Regions from separate parts of the Mus musculus genome. Here all the other regions are linked to region 4. Evidence: chromatin contacts called from public Hi-C data. All regions are on one chromosome and are shown on one strand. Each heading gives the region's core, a stretch centred on a gene start, on an enhancer-like site or on the middle of the called end of the contact. The rest is flanking DNA. Distances are from core to core; before and after follow the strand shown.

Region 1 (3,257 bases), core at 418-2,917, 330 kb after region 4:
ATACTCCACAATCAAGAAAGTTCTTTTAAACTAATAAATATAGTAATATTTATCATGTAGAGCATTTTAAATTGTAACTCTCTGGATGGGTTATACTTTCTTCCCACCTGAAAATCACCAAGTAATATACTGTTTCTTATGGCAGAGACGCATGGAGTAACTCCTTTGTTAGTAAAGTACTTAAATGCACTTTTGCTAACCTGGGGGAAACAAACGTGTATGGATACAAAAAGAAAAAATATCAGAAATGAAGGCAGTGAGATTCATGTGTTGTTTAATTTTATCTGCACTCCATTGGCACGATTCAAATTTACCTTTCTGAATCACTGTCAATTCATTTGAGGATTCATATAAACAATGATAAAGATGCTTGTAGCAGGAATCAGGATAAAGCCCACACTTTTGGGAACACATGGTTTCCTACAAAGAGTGTGCTGGCATTGTACACTCTTAAACATTCTCAAGACATTTAATTGCACGAAAAAAATAAGATAAGAAATTGGGTGAAAGAAAAAATGCTAATATTTTGCCTGTGTCAATAAAGTTGAGACTACGTTTTTTAAAAAAGAATAGTATATAAGAGTTTAATATTTAAGTATATAGCTTTTATTGCAAATTTCAAACACAATTATTAAATAACACAAAACTTTTGTGCTGCTCCATCAGCACAAAATATATCTGTGTCAGTTCAAACCTCCTTGTTTAAACTGAAATTATTCACTGATCCTTCAAACGCAACATTTATGCTAAACACCAAATATGAAATAAGAAAAGTAATTTCATATTATGAATTAATCTTTCTACAATATTGATTACAAATTTCTCCCAATTATAATACCAAGTAATATTATTAAGTACACCGCTGTGTACTTAACACCATGCTTAGCACTAATTCTCTGGTTAATGTACATACAGCTGTAAAGATTATGAGACCTGGAGTGATTTCCTTGATTAAAATGCAAGTTTTTCCCAAGCAAGTACTTGCTTTCACTCAAAAAGGCATAAACAGCACACTAGTAGTAACTGTTAGCTGGGCTTGCAGCAGATTTGAGTGACAGCAGTTTCTGTGGATCTCTTTCTCTGAATCGCTTTTCTCATGCCTCATTCCAGATCAGCACTGACACATTCGCCTATGCAAATGAACATCTAATTAGCGACACCTCCCAGTCAATCAGCCACTTCCTCATCTCCAATTATATTACCTGGCAAGCCCTTTCTCTCCAGTCTTGGCCCACCAAGAATCTTCATTCACTTTCTCTTCTTCTTCTCCTCCACTGCAAAGTGAACTGATCCCGCATAATCCCTGGAATAATGTAGGTTCTCTTGCGGAAGAGCAGGTCCCCTCTCCCCCCTTTACACCAAGCTAATGGAGCCAGTAGGCATCCTATTGATCTTTACTCTATGTGGTTTCCACAGGATTTGACAGACTTCCTTACAGGTTAAACATCCAGGCTTTCTGAAGTGGCTATAAAGCTTTGTTTTTGATTTTTCTAACTTTTTTTTTCCCGAAACCCTTGCTCATCTGTAATCTTTAAAAGCTCAGCGGATGCCATGCAGAGCAAAGCCTCATTTCTTTGCAGAACTAATCTAGACACTGTCTAGTGTTGAGTACAGTTGTCTGATTCAAATCTTCTGTTACAAAGCAGATGCCATCTAGCTAGATGTCATGAGAAGAGCCTAACAATGACAATTCACTTATCCCCTAGAAAGAATCAATTCTCCCACAATGCATCTGTCAGAGAACTCTCACTCAGTAAAAGCAATTTTTCTCGCTGTCTGACACTGTAATTGCTCTTAAATTTTCAATGAACGTTTTACAAGGACTCCCCTGAACCATGATGAAAAACTTAACTTTTTTCTAAAAATGAGAGGCTGACAGGATGAAAGAGGTCTTTCTCTTTAAAGCCTTGCTTGCTCGAGTAGGAATTCTTTCATATCATCAACAAGCTGTTGAATAGAGGATAGATTACTTTCCATTTATTTCATCAATCAGATTAAAGGCTCTCCTTCACAATGCCCTTTAAACAAGAGCTGTTTATGATGTCCTCCCTGGTTCGACTTTAATGTAGTTCTAAATCACTATGGACAGTGGCATCCATAAATAATATAAATATGACTATCTTTTGAAAACATTTAAATATTGCATATGTCTGGGTTATTATCTATAACCTTGTCCTAAAAAAAAGAGGTGAGAAGAAGAAGGAAAACAAATATACATTCTCTCCTCTTTAGTTTAGGAAAGAAATCCACACAATTTTCACTTAGAGATCAACAAGCAGAAATACTGAGCACAATAGTGTTTTCCAATTTAGACCAATGATGTTGAGGAAAAAGTAAAACTGACATGAGCAGGTAATTTTTTATTGACATAAATGTTTGCCAGCTAATAACAGAAGAAGTCTTCATTGATGCATTTAGTCAAATTCAGATGATAAGACTTTATAGAGCTATCATCAATAAATTCCTACTTCAATGCTTTTCTAAAGACGAAATACAGCCAAGCTTGCTAATTCATCTTATTAGTAATACAATGAATAGTCTCTTCTTTACCGAAGTTATATGCGTCAAAATGGTTAATATGGCTCCTATAATATGTATATGATTGAATCTATGCCTATATGTAAATAACTTTAAACGTAAGATACACTCAAATTCCTTGTTTAAATGTCACAACTCATCTGCAGTCAATGTATTTAAGATGCATGGCTATATCATAATTATTTTAAGTCTAATATAAGTAAGCTCTAATTTACATTGGAGGAATTTTACACAAGTTATAGAATCATTTTTTTTAAGCATTAAACTGTTGACTAGTGTTCCATAAGCTCCCACCCTGTCTCTCACTCTGTTCATCAGAATCTGAACCATGGTCACACTGTTTTCCATCTTCTCCTTGATGCTTTTCAGGGATCAATCTCACTCTTCTTGGACAGCATGCGCATATTCACACAATTCTAGTTGGTAGCTAATTTTTAGATGATACCATGTCTTCATTCTGTGATTTATCAGCTTTTATTGCAGGCTAGTAGTATTTATCTAAAGCAAAAATTTTACATGTAAAGTTTTAAATGTGTTATTTGAAAGAGAAAGTATTCAAGTGTTAGAATATTTGTTATTAACATTTCTCTTATTCGTTATTACATATTCTCCCTTTAAAACTAATCACAAGTGTGTGGGTATTTATCTATCATATCAATTTATTTTTTTATTAGGCATTCCACTTGTTTACATCTCAAATGATATCTCATTTCTTGGTT
Region 2 (3,172 bases), core at 487-2,986, 480 kb after region 4:
GGAAGAAAGAAAGAAAGAAAGAAAAAAAGAAAGGAAGGAAGGAAGGAAGGAAGGAAGGAAGGAAGGAAGAAAGGAAGGAAGAGAGAGAGAGAGAAAGGAAGAAAGAAAGAAACTATATTCATTTATTAACCACATGCTAGGGCAGGCTCTATGCCAAGGGGTAGCAAGCCAACACAAAATGTCTTTCATGGTTGGTGTTTTTATATTATGTTTAGATAGACAAAGAGGCAGAGAGAAGCAGAGGGAGATAATGAAGTTTAATGAGCAATAGTGTGGGGAAATGTGGGGAGGAGTTGGAGGGAAGGAGAATAAATAATATCAAATATATTATCTGTAAGTCTCAAAGAGTAAATAAAAAGATTATTTTTCTCTAATCAAAATGTATTTTCTGTAATTTTTTTACATTTTTTGCAATGCATATTACATTATATTCATAGAAGAGCATCTAAATAAAAATAATAAATACTAATATTAGTACTGATATTCTTGGAACAATTTTTATTATTTAGGATTCAGTTTGGCTGAAACATAAAAGTCATGGTAATTATTTTTGTTTCTTAAAATAAAATAATACCTAGCACCACTTTTTATTGTTATTCCAATTTGAGCATGGCTTGGCTAATTTTAAAATATTTTATTCTGGAGTTCTCAAATAATATACAGAATTCCTCTAGAAAAAAATACATATTCTATTGTAAAAATTTACTTGTATTTTATGAAAACGAATTATCAATGTTAATTTTCTTAAGCAACAATAAAATATGATTCAAACTCTTTCACCAAAGATGGAAAATTATGTGACTTATTTATTCCAAAGATCCCCAACTGACTGTAGATTAATGTTACAATAAGCATAAATGTGATAAATGAATGTATTTAAATCCAGGACAGTGGTAGAGTTTTAATTATGAAGCAAAACAGCAATTAATGAAAATGCATTTCATATACTTGATGATGGTTTTAATTGGATTGCATTTGTTATGTGAAAAGTAAATTAAAATATAACTACACACAAGTTTCTTACAATGCAAATGCTCATCAGTAAGAAGTGTTTGATGACTAAAGAATGATGAACTAACTGAACATTCACAAACTATTCTTTTATGTATGATCCATAGAGTACAGAAAAGAAGTTTCAATACGTCATTATAAACAACCAATTTCTATGACTTGGCCTGGATACAGCTTTTCATCAAATTATTCAAGATGGACCTACAGATTAGGGTGCCCTAACGACAGAGTCAACGTTAATTAGTCTTCACTAACAGACAAGCAGTAAACTTCATGAGGTCAGCTGCACCCCCAAGAAAGTGGACATTAGGGAGAGATTTTTAAAGCAGTGTCTGTTTTTATAGGTAGTGCAGGGAAAGGCTAAGCCAATAAAATGTAATGGTTCCATCCTATATTTTAATAGCAACCTCCAAAGTACACAGCACTTCCCTGTGATTTGAAGGCAAAGCCCTGGACCAGGTTAAAAATGGCACGTGAGCACAGAAAATTACCGTCACTTCACTTTCATTCTGAGAACTGAACATAACAAGTGAATGGCAATCAAACGTATACCAATCATTGGTTTGGGAGGTCAATTCTTCGTATGCTGAGCCACGAGGAGACCCCAGAAGCCACCTTGAGACTCCTTCAGTTGATAAATCATGGGAGGTCTATGTTTGAGAGGGAGAGAGAACACCAACCTAAGATTCTAAGGATGCTATTAGGAAATGTTAGGCGTGAGCAGCTGTAGTCAATTATGGCTTCATTTTCTCTTCAGTCGTCTTTGGTTGCATGCCATAACTGCACAGGGCATTGAGGTTTATGGCTCTAAAATAGCCTTGTCATTTTGTGAAGCCTACCAGAGCAGAGAGGTTTGATAAATGGTTTTTTAAAATGTTACTTAGAAAGCAGCTTCAATCAGATTAGTCCTCGGCTGTTTGTTTTCAGAATCGTGATCATCCCTAAGCATCCCACAGCTAGGCTGGTGCCACCAATTTAGAGAGTAAGATAACAGATTCAACAAACTCTATTTCTTTCATTGTTTACAGGGTGTTTATGTTGCATTTTATAACAACTCAATTCAATAAGTGCTCCATTAATTTGCTCTTAGATGGAACCCTGTTATGGAGTTAGTGGAGTATAGATGTTAAAAATTCATCACAGAGAAGATACGGTCTCCGAATCTCAACAATCACAAAGTCTTCATTTTTGCTCACAACAGGAAACATTAATGGTTTGGTTTACTGGTGTGCTTTTAAAATCTATGTCATCACTTAAAATAGAAGAAAGAAAGGAAATGATTCTCAATTGATGTGTTCTAGCACCTAATCTTAACAGCTGTTACTGGACCAAAAAAAAAAAAAAAGGAAGAAAAATAGAAAAAGAAAGAAAAGAAAGGGAAGTCTATTTTGAAGCAAACAAGGCTTTGCAGACTCCATTACTTAATATACTATTAAGGATGCTTATGTAATATAATTTATTGAAAAGAAATCACATGAAGTACTGAAGGCAACAGCTTGGGGATAAAAAGGTCCAATTGTCAGCAGATCACAGGAGCAACAGGGCATTTCCCCACTGGTGCTCAGTGTAATTGCAACAGCGACAGGATTCAGACTCTCCTCCATGTGAAATTTGTCTTTCACCCAATCAACTCAAACAGGGAATGCAGTACAAAGCATATTATATTCCATCCACTTCCCAATAAAGTCCGTGGTGTCCAATCAGGCTTCTATTGTCAGCAGAGAATCTGAAATGGATACAATCATCAAATGGATCCAAAGTTGTCAATCATCCTCGATCTTTCCTTCCCTTTCTCTCTCCCTTCAGGATTTAAGAATTCCAATGGAGGGTCATATCGATTTGAGATTTTAGAGGGCAATTGTTGAGACGGAAGAGGTTTCCTAATTATTTTCAAATGAAAAATTACCAGATTGCTTCAGTATTTCTTCTACTGATAAGTAAGTATCTTTTGGATGAAAATCGTGGACTTTTACTGAAAACTACTTTTTTTTTAAAAAAATTTAACTGGCTATATTTTATGTGCCATTCTTTAAAGTACTAGGTAAAGCTTATGTTATACATTTGTGAGATTGGTAGGAATCTTTTGAACTTCCTGATCATTTCTATTATTTTATGTTTCTATGTACATAAAAGTAAAATTTATAATAGTTATATTCTTTCC
Region 3 (3,163 bases), core at 593-3,092, 310 kb after region 4:
GCCTATTGTGGTGCTACTCTGTGAGGTTTGCTAGGGAACCGTCTTCTGGACTGACCTTTTAGAGACAGGATAACGGAGTATAACCTCTTTCATGCCAAGACTACTGATTTGAGGGGTAGTAGTTGCTTTGCAAGAGGTGATTTGGAGGTGCAATTTCCTAAGCCATAGCATCATCCAATGATAGCAGGTCATGTAATACAGAAAGTCATGTGTGTGTTTGGGGGAGAATCGTTGGGTCGTTCTTTCAAACCTTTAGGAGAATATTTATATATAGAAAGTCTGTTCCATGTTTTTGGTCTCCAGTGGAAACACTCCAATAGAAAGGAGACATGGGATCATTTTCACTATGCCAAAAAAAGTCCCTAATAGTGGAAACAATCTGATGATCTCAGCGTTGTTTTAAAATGTATTGGTTTACTATTTGAGAAAGAAATGACCTCCATTTCACAGTAGGATTGTAAATCAAAAGTATGTGAAAATGTCAATGCATGTTGTTAAAACGTAAGAAGCACTGGAAAAAAAATTTTTTTGAGCAATCCTGGCCTGCAGGATTTCTATCTGAGGAAAAGTTGTCTTAAGGCCACTCCAACATGAGTCACCAGCATTGCATCAGCTTTGCAGTATTCTGACCCCACAGTAACTCTGGGCTCCAAAGCCACCACTTTCTCACCTGCCCAGCTCCATTCTGCATCTTTTGAACCAGCAATGGGGCTGGAGATACCAATATCTATCTCTGTAAGGAAGTGGCTATCATTACCCTGCAGAAATTACCCTAGATTAAATTACCCTAGAAAGCAGGCTCTATTGGTTCATTGTTTTTTCATCCTAATGTTTTAATTATTTCTCTTTAATTTTAATTATTAAATTATGGATATTTATGCTATACAATGCTTACATCAAGTCAATTTCCATTGACTCATTTTCTAGATCTCTATCCGACTAGGAAATGATAAGTATGAAAGCTCAGAACCCTGATATAGAGAAGCAACAGAGAGAACATGGTCAATCTCACCTAGTTTGCATCTTTTTCTTCATTCTGTCTTCTAGTCTGACTATTCATCGCATACAGGTGCTGCTATGTTCTGAGGTAAACCACGACTACTTAGTTCTAGAAAGGAAACAATGAAATTAGACACGTCTTTGAGTAGTGGCACTGATAGATGATTCTTCATTACCTCCATGTCTCTGAAAAGCTAGTTTGAGTATCTGCTTGTTTTCCCATTTTCAAATTCACCTTCCTTGAGGCTTTGTTCTTCTTTAAAGTACTAACACATTAGTGATATGCCAAAGTACACATGGTTTTTTCTGCTTTATTTCTACCTGCTATGCTTTACACTATGATTAAAACATGTGCTTTTAAATGGAAAATATCAATAATTGCCCATCTAGATTTTATTTTATATAGGAAAAAATCTTTATCCACAAATTCTTCTTCTGACTTTGCTTGGAATGATTCAATTCAGGTCTTACTTCATTTGGGGACAGCTGATTTGGAAGCTTTTCCTGGGTCCCTCTCTCAACCATATATTTTTCCTCAAATTGTCACTAAACTGGGGATAAAATTTTATCCATTTCAGCACTCATCCCGGTGCTGAGGTTGGTTTCATTTTCTTCAGATAGAACAATCCTTGCACAGCTGTGCTGAACACCTTTCCAAGAGTCATGACTAAAGAGAAAGAAAATATTTTCCTGTTCGGTTGTAGCAACAAAAGGAAAAAAAAAAAGGAAAGGATAAATAAAAGCTTGCCTTTTACTTTCTAAGCATGCTACTAGCAGGTTGACACCATCCCTCTTGGGAGTCTGGCTCGAATCAGAAAACTGTGGGCTGGCTGCCAACCCATTTTGTGCAGAAGTTTCATTGGCAAGAGTTTGCATTGGCAAAGGACCCATTTCTTTCTCAACCTCGGGCTATTACAAGCTTCCTGTCATATCTGCTTCATCTGATTCTCTGCATATCATTCTGCCCTAACCAGAGCTACCTTTTAATCGACTTAGTGCTTGAGGGGGATATAACAAATCCTGCCATTATTTTATCTTATCACAAGCTGTCCTGCATCTCTTCTGGCTTATAGGCCTTTGCTCTGATATTGGAGTTAGAAATGATCAAAACAGTAGTGTGATTTATGCTCATCAATAATTAGCTTCCCCAGAATTAGGTTGTTTGCTGTTCTGGATCCACCAAGGAGGCTTACATATTTTTTAAAGTAAGCACAGATCTTGGGCATGCTTCATTCTCTTCAGAGTGTGTGCACTTTCATATTCTTGCTTTGTTAATACTTGAATTGAGTGTTTTTATGAAAAATGATTCTTAGTTCCTGAGGTATTCTTCAATTTATCAATGATACAGTGGATTAGAACTCAAACTCTGGAATTGAGTGTAACTGTGTCTGATTTGTGGCCCTGTAGATTTTGTTTGTTTGTTTGTTTGACTGCTTGCTTGATTATTTATTTAAGTTTCTTTTGTATTGAAAATAAGTTTTACTTTCACACAACATGGTAGACCATAGCCTCCTCTCCTCCCCATCCTCCCAGCTTTTCCTCTCCCTCTTTCCAAGATTCACTCCTCCTCTGTTTCCTCTTTAGAAAGGACAAACCTCAAAGATAGGACAGCCAAAGAAGACAAAACAAAAGACAGTAAGACATTGCAAAAGTCCTCAAATCAGGCTGGACAAGGCAACCCAACAGGAGGAAAAGTGGTTCAAAAGCAGGCAGAAGTGTTAGCAACACACACTCCTGGTCAGTGGTCCTACAAATCCACCAAGTGGCCAGCCATAATATATGCTGAGACATGGCCACTGCCTCCTGACTCTTAAATCCTTTCTCCCTGCTCTCTGCAGGCCCCAAATCTCCTGGGAGCTGAAAGAGACTTCCAGTTTAGACTGCAAAGTACCATACAAGCTCCTCTCTGCTGCAAGATGAAGCCTTCAGGATGATGACCGTGCAAGGCACTGATCTATGAGTATAGCAGAAAAAAAAATGAGTATAGCCGAATATTGTTAGGAATAACTTCATTGACTGTTTTTTTTTTTTTTTTTTTTTTTTTTTTTTTTTTTTTTTTTTTTTTTTTGCCAGTCACATCCCTGGATTTTAAAAGAGTTTGGGACAAATAATTTCTACTCTGAACTTCGACACATCTGATGAGAATAAAAATAAGATTTGACAG
Region 4 (3,016 bases), core at 85-2,584:
TCTCTCTCTCTCTCTCTCTCTCTGATCAAAGTCCCTCTAGAAGCTCCGGCAGAAGTGTGGGAATTCTGTGTGTCCCCTAATAACTGCCTCTGAAAGACTGTAGATTTTGGGGAATCAGGAAAGAAATTATTGGCAAAAGTTACCGGTGAGATGCAGCCAACATCTCCTCCAGATGGCTTCCCCAGAGGAAACAAATTAGAAAGCTAACCTCAGGGGAGGGAAGTAGGCGCCCCACTCTTCTTTTGCAACAGACCCTCCCTGCTCACGCCTTCATACTAAAAGATTTAAAAGTCTCTAGAGAATATTGTAAAGTTGCGCTTATAATTACCAAGCCGTTTAAGGGCCCAGTGCACCTTTGCCTTAAAAAAGAGTGGACAACAGATCCATAGACAGACATGGACAACCCCACCCCACCCCCGTAAACTTTAGGGTCCTGCACTCTGACTCTAGATTAGAACACTTTCATGCTAGACTTAAAATTGAACAGGAGACCTCACGGGTCGGGAGGAAAGGAACCAACCTCGGAGTTAATTCGTTTTACCTTTTCGTTTGACCTTTGCGTTTCCAACCCGATTGTCCGCTAGGGAGACAAGCTCCCCTTTCCTCCCACCCCAAGTCTTTGGAGAGCTCAGATTGGGGAGTAACAGGGTCAACACGGTAGCAAGAAAAAGAAAAAAAGAAAGAAAAGAAAGAAAGAAAGAAAAAAAAGAACACAAAAACGAAGTCATAAAAAAACCCATTTCTTTTGGGTCTAACCGTCCTACTCCGGGTTTGTCCCCTAACGCGTAGCGCGCTGCTAGCTCCAGCAGATGCGCCCTTCCCGCAGGCAGCGAAATTGGCCAGCCCTGGGCTGTGCGCGCCAGCACGGGAGTCAGTGAAGGAAAGCGGCCCGTTCCAAGTGCCCCCCTTTTCCTGGAGCCCGGTAGGGACCCGCTTCACAGGAAGGACCTACCCACCAGCTACTCGCCACGGGCGGCAGAAAAGGGAGCCCCGAGCTCAGCGCAGCCCAAGGTCCGCGGGGAGCCCGCGGCGCTGGAACCCCAGGACACGACGCGGCGCGTCCGGGAAGGCGCGGGGAGGGGGTGGTGGACAAGGAGGCGGCGGCCGGGGACCCGGGCCACCCGGCGCCCAAGGAGCGACGTGGCCTCGGGAGGCTTAATCCTCTCCTGCGGGCTCGCCGAGCGGGCAGTGGCGCGCGGAGGCGCCGGGGCTGAAATATGATAATCAGAACAGCTGCGCCGCGCGCCCCGCAGCCAATGGGCGCGGCGCTCGCCTGACGTCCCCGCGCGCTGCGTCAGACCAATGGCGATGGAGCTGAGTTGGAGCTGAGAAGTTTGAGTAAGAGATAAGGAAGAGAGGTGCCCCGAGCCGTGCGAGTCCGCCGCTGCTGCTGCGCCTCCGCTCTGCCAACTCCGCCGGCTTAAATCGGACTCCCAGATCTGCGAGGGCGCGGCGCAGCCGGGCAGCTGTTTCCCCCAGTTTTGGCAACCCCGGGGGCCACTATTTGCCACCTAGCCACAGCACCAGCATCCTCTCTGTGGGCTATTCACCAATTGTCCAACCACCATTTCACTGTGGACATTACTCCCTCTTACAGATATGGGAGACATGGGCGATCCACCAAAAAGTAAGAAGCGGTTTAACCTTGTGGGGCTTGGTGTGCTGTTGTGGTGTGGGGGGGTCTCTCTCAGGCACCGATGACAGGGCTCTTTGGATTTGTAGTCACTGCCTGGAGAGACAGAAGAGAAGGTGGTCCTTTTGTTGTTGTTGTTGCTGCTGCTGTTGTGTGTGTGTGTGTGTGTGTGTGTGTGTGTGTGTGTGTGTGTGTGTGTGTGTGTGTTTTCTTCTTGTCACGCTTGCAGCTTGCATGTTTGGTGTGAATTCCGATCTTTGAGAAACTGATCATACCTTGTGTTTGAATGCTCTGTGCCCTCCCAAACTCTAGCCGCCTGCCCGGTGCTTAGCGGTGATTTCCTCCTCCGGATTCCGGAGCTCTTGGAGAAGTTATTATGTAGCAAAGGTCTGCCTGCACAAACCACACCGGCAGATATGAATTAGCATTAGACTTGCAAAAGAGAGCGAGTGACAACTGTATTGATGTCTACTCTTCTAACAATATCCATTCCCGCGTGCTATTGAAGAACGTGCTTCACGGAAAATATAGACATCCCAGCGTTGCTTTAACGCTTCTAGTCAAAACCTTTTCTTTGACATGACTTATCCATAATCTTGCCTAATGATTATAGCAAAGAGGGAGGAGGGAGAAAACACAAAATGAGCGGGTTTGATTGCGTGCTAAGCTTACAATGTAGACTATTCAAATCTGCGTTTTACATATATTCCACCTCCCTTTTTAAAAAAGCGAGTCAAGGTTTTGATGGCACACTCCAATTACCATCCCAAAGTGCAATACTCTTTAAGGGAAGAACAAGAAAAAAAAAAAAAGGGAAAGAAAAAAATTCTTCCAGAATACACCCTATAAGAGAACGACACTAAAAGTGTGTTTATCTCTGTAGGAAGTAAACGGTTAGTCAATCATGCATTTATTTTCATTTCAGAAAAACGTCTGATTTCCCTGTGTGTTGGTTGCGGCAATCAAATTCACGACCAGTATATTCTGAGGGTTTCTCCGGATTTGGAGTGGCATGCAGCATGTTTGAAATGTGCGGAGTGTAATCAGTATTTGGACGAAAGCTGTACGTGCTTTGTTAGGGATGGGAAAACCTACTGTAAAAGAGATTATATCAGGTATGCCATTTTTACAGGGTTATTTTCTGAGATTTCTTGGCTCTCCTTGTTTATTATTTGATGTGCCTTTGTTTTGTTTTGTTGTTTTTAGAGGGAGGGAGAACGTTTACTTTAGAGTGCCCAGTGTACAAGAAATGTTTTTAAAATTAAACTGTTGTTCATTTCATATCTTTGGGGGGTGGGGTGTCGCTGTGTTTCATAAATTTTTGTTGATAAGGTTTGTTAATGACTCTTTGAATTTTTCATACAAAAGATTATTTCCCTCTTT

Evidence for each region. Hi-C and Micro-C count contacts between places; a contact is called where the count stands out from the background.
Region 1: a contact with region 4 is called in a Hi-C map of the N1E-115 cell line, with 9 times the contacts expected there. The contact joins the enhancer-like site here to the promoter of Isl1 in region 4. A contact is called at or near these places in 4 of 39 promoter capture datasets (3T3-L1-derived adipocytes, hippocampal neurons and liver), 3 of 484 Hi-C or Micro-C datasets (the N1E-115 cell line and cortical neurons), 3 of 115 datasets of contacts at active chromatin or transcription factors (craniofacial prominence, embryonic forebrain and forebrain) and 1 of 9 other capture datasets (embryonic stem cells).
Region 2: a Hi-C map of the N1E-115 cell line shows a contact between it and region 4, with 4 times the contacts expected there. The contact joins the enhancer-like site here to the promoter of Isl1 in region 4. A contact is called at or near these places in 13 of 39 promoter capture datasets (the 3T3-L1 cell line, 3T3-L1-derived adipocytes, the C10 cell line and 8 more), 1 of 484 Hi-C or Micro-C datasets (the N1E-115 cell line), 4 of 115 datasets of contacts at active chromatin or transcription factors (embryonic basal ganglia, embryonic hindbrain, embryonic limb bud and 1 more) and 3 of 9 other capture datasets (adipose tissue, embryonic stem cells and pancreatic islet).
Region 3: a Hi-C map of the N1E-115 cell line shows a contact between it and region 4, with 5 times the contacts expected there. The contact joins the enhancer-like site here to the promoter of Isl1 in region 4. A contact is called at or near these places in 6 of 39 promoter capture datasets (the 3T3-L1 cell line, the HPC-7 cell line, cranial neural crest and 3 more), 4 of 484 Hi-C or Micro-C datasets (the 3T3-L1 cell line, 3T3-L1-derived adipocytes, the N1E-115 cell line and 1 more) and 2 of 9 other capture datasets (embryonic stem cells and liver).

Annotation. Positions count from the first base shown.
Region 1 is chr13:115,975,876-115,979,132 of GRCm38.p6, reverse strand. No RefSeq gene overlaps it. Among named protein-coding and RNA genes, the nearest start is that of Isl1, 330 kb to the left of the region's middle. Within about 2 kb of position 1,667, at least 8 of the 459 cell types and tissues checked have an H3K27ac peak or open chromatin away from gene starts, as enhancers often do. A contact at or near this core is called in the N1E-115 cell line, where this site is marked.
Region 2 is chr13:115,824,010-115,827,181 of GRCm38.p6, reverse strand. No RefSeq gene overlaps it. Among named protein-coding and RNA genes, the nearest start is that of Isl1, 480 kb to the left of the region's middle. Within about 2 kb of position 1,736, at least 2 of the 459 cell types and tissues checked have an H3K27ac peak or open chromatin away from gene starts, as enhancers often do. A contact at or near this core is called in the N1E-115 cell line, where this site is marked.
Region 3 is chr13:116,001,365-116,004,527 of GRCm38.p6, reverse strand. No RefSeq gene overlaps it. Among named protein-coding and RNA genes, the nearest start is that of Isl1, 310 kb to the left of the region's middle. Within about 2 kb of position 1,842, at least 9 of the 459 cell types and tissues checked have an H3K27ac peak or open chromatin away from gene starts, as enhancers often do. A contact at or near this core is called in the N1E-115 cell line, where this site is marked.
Region 4 is chr13:116,308,006-116,311,021 of GRCm38.p6, reverse strand. Isl1 (ISL1 transcription factor, LIM/homeodomain) reads left to right here and starts at 1,334. Exons shown (of 6, transcript NM_021459.4): 1 at 1,334-1,627; 2 at 2,559-2,748. The coding sequence starts at 1,600. RefSeq lists promoters at 1,157-1,535, 1-1,537.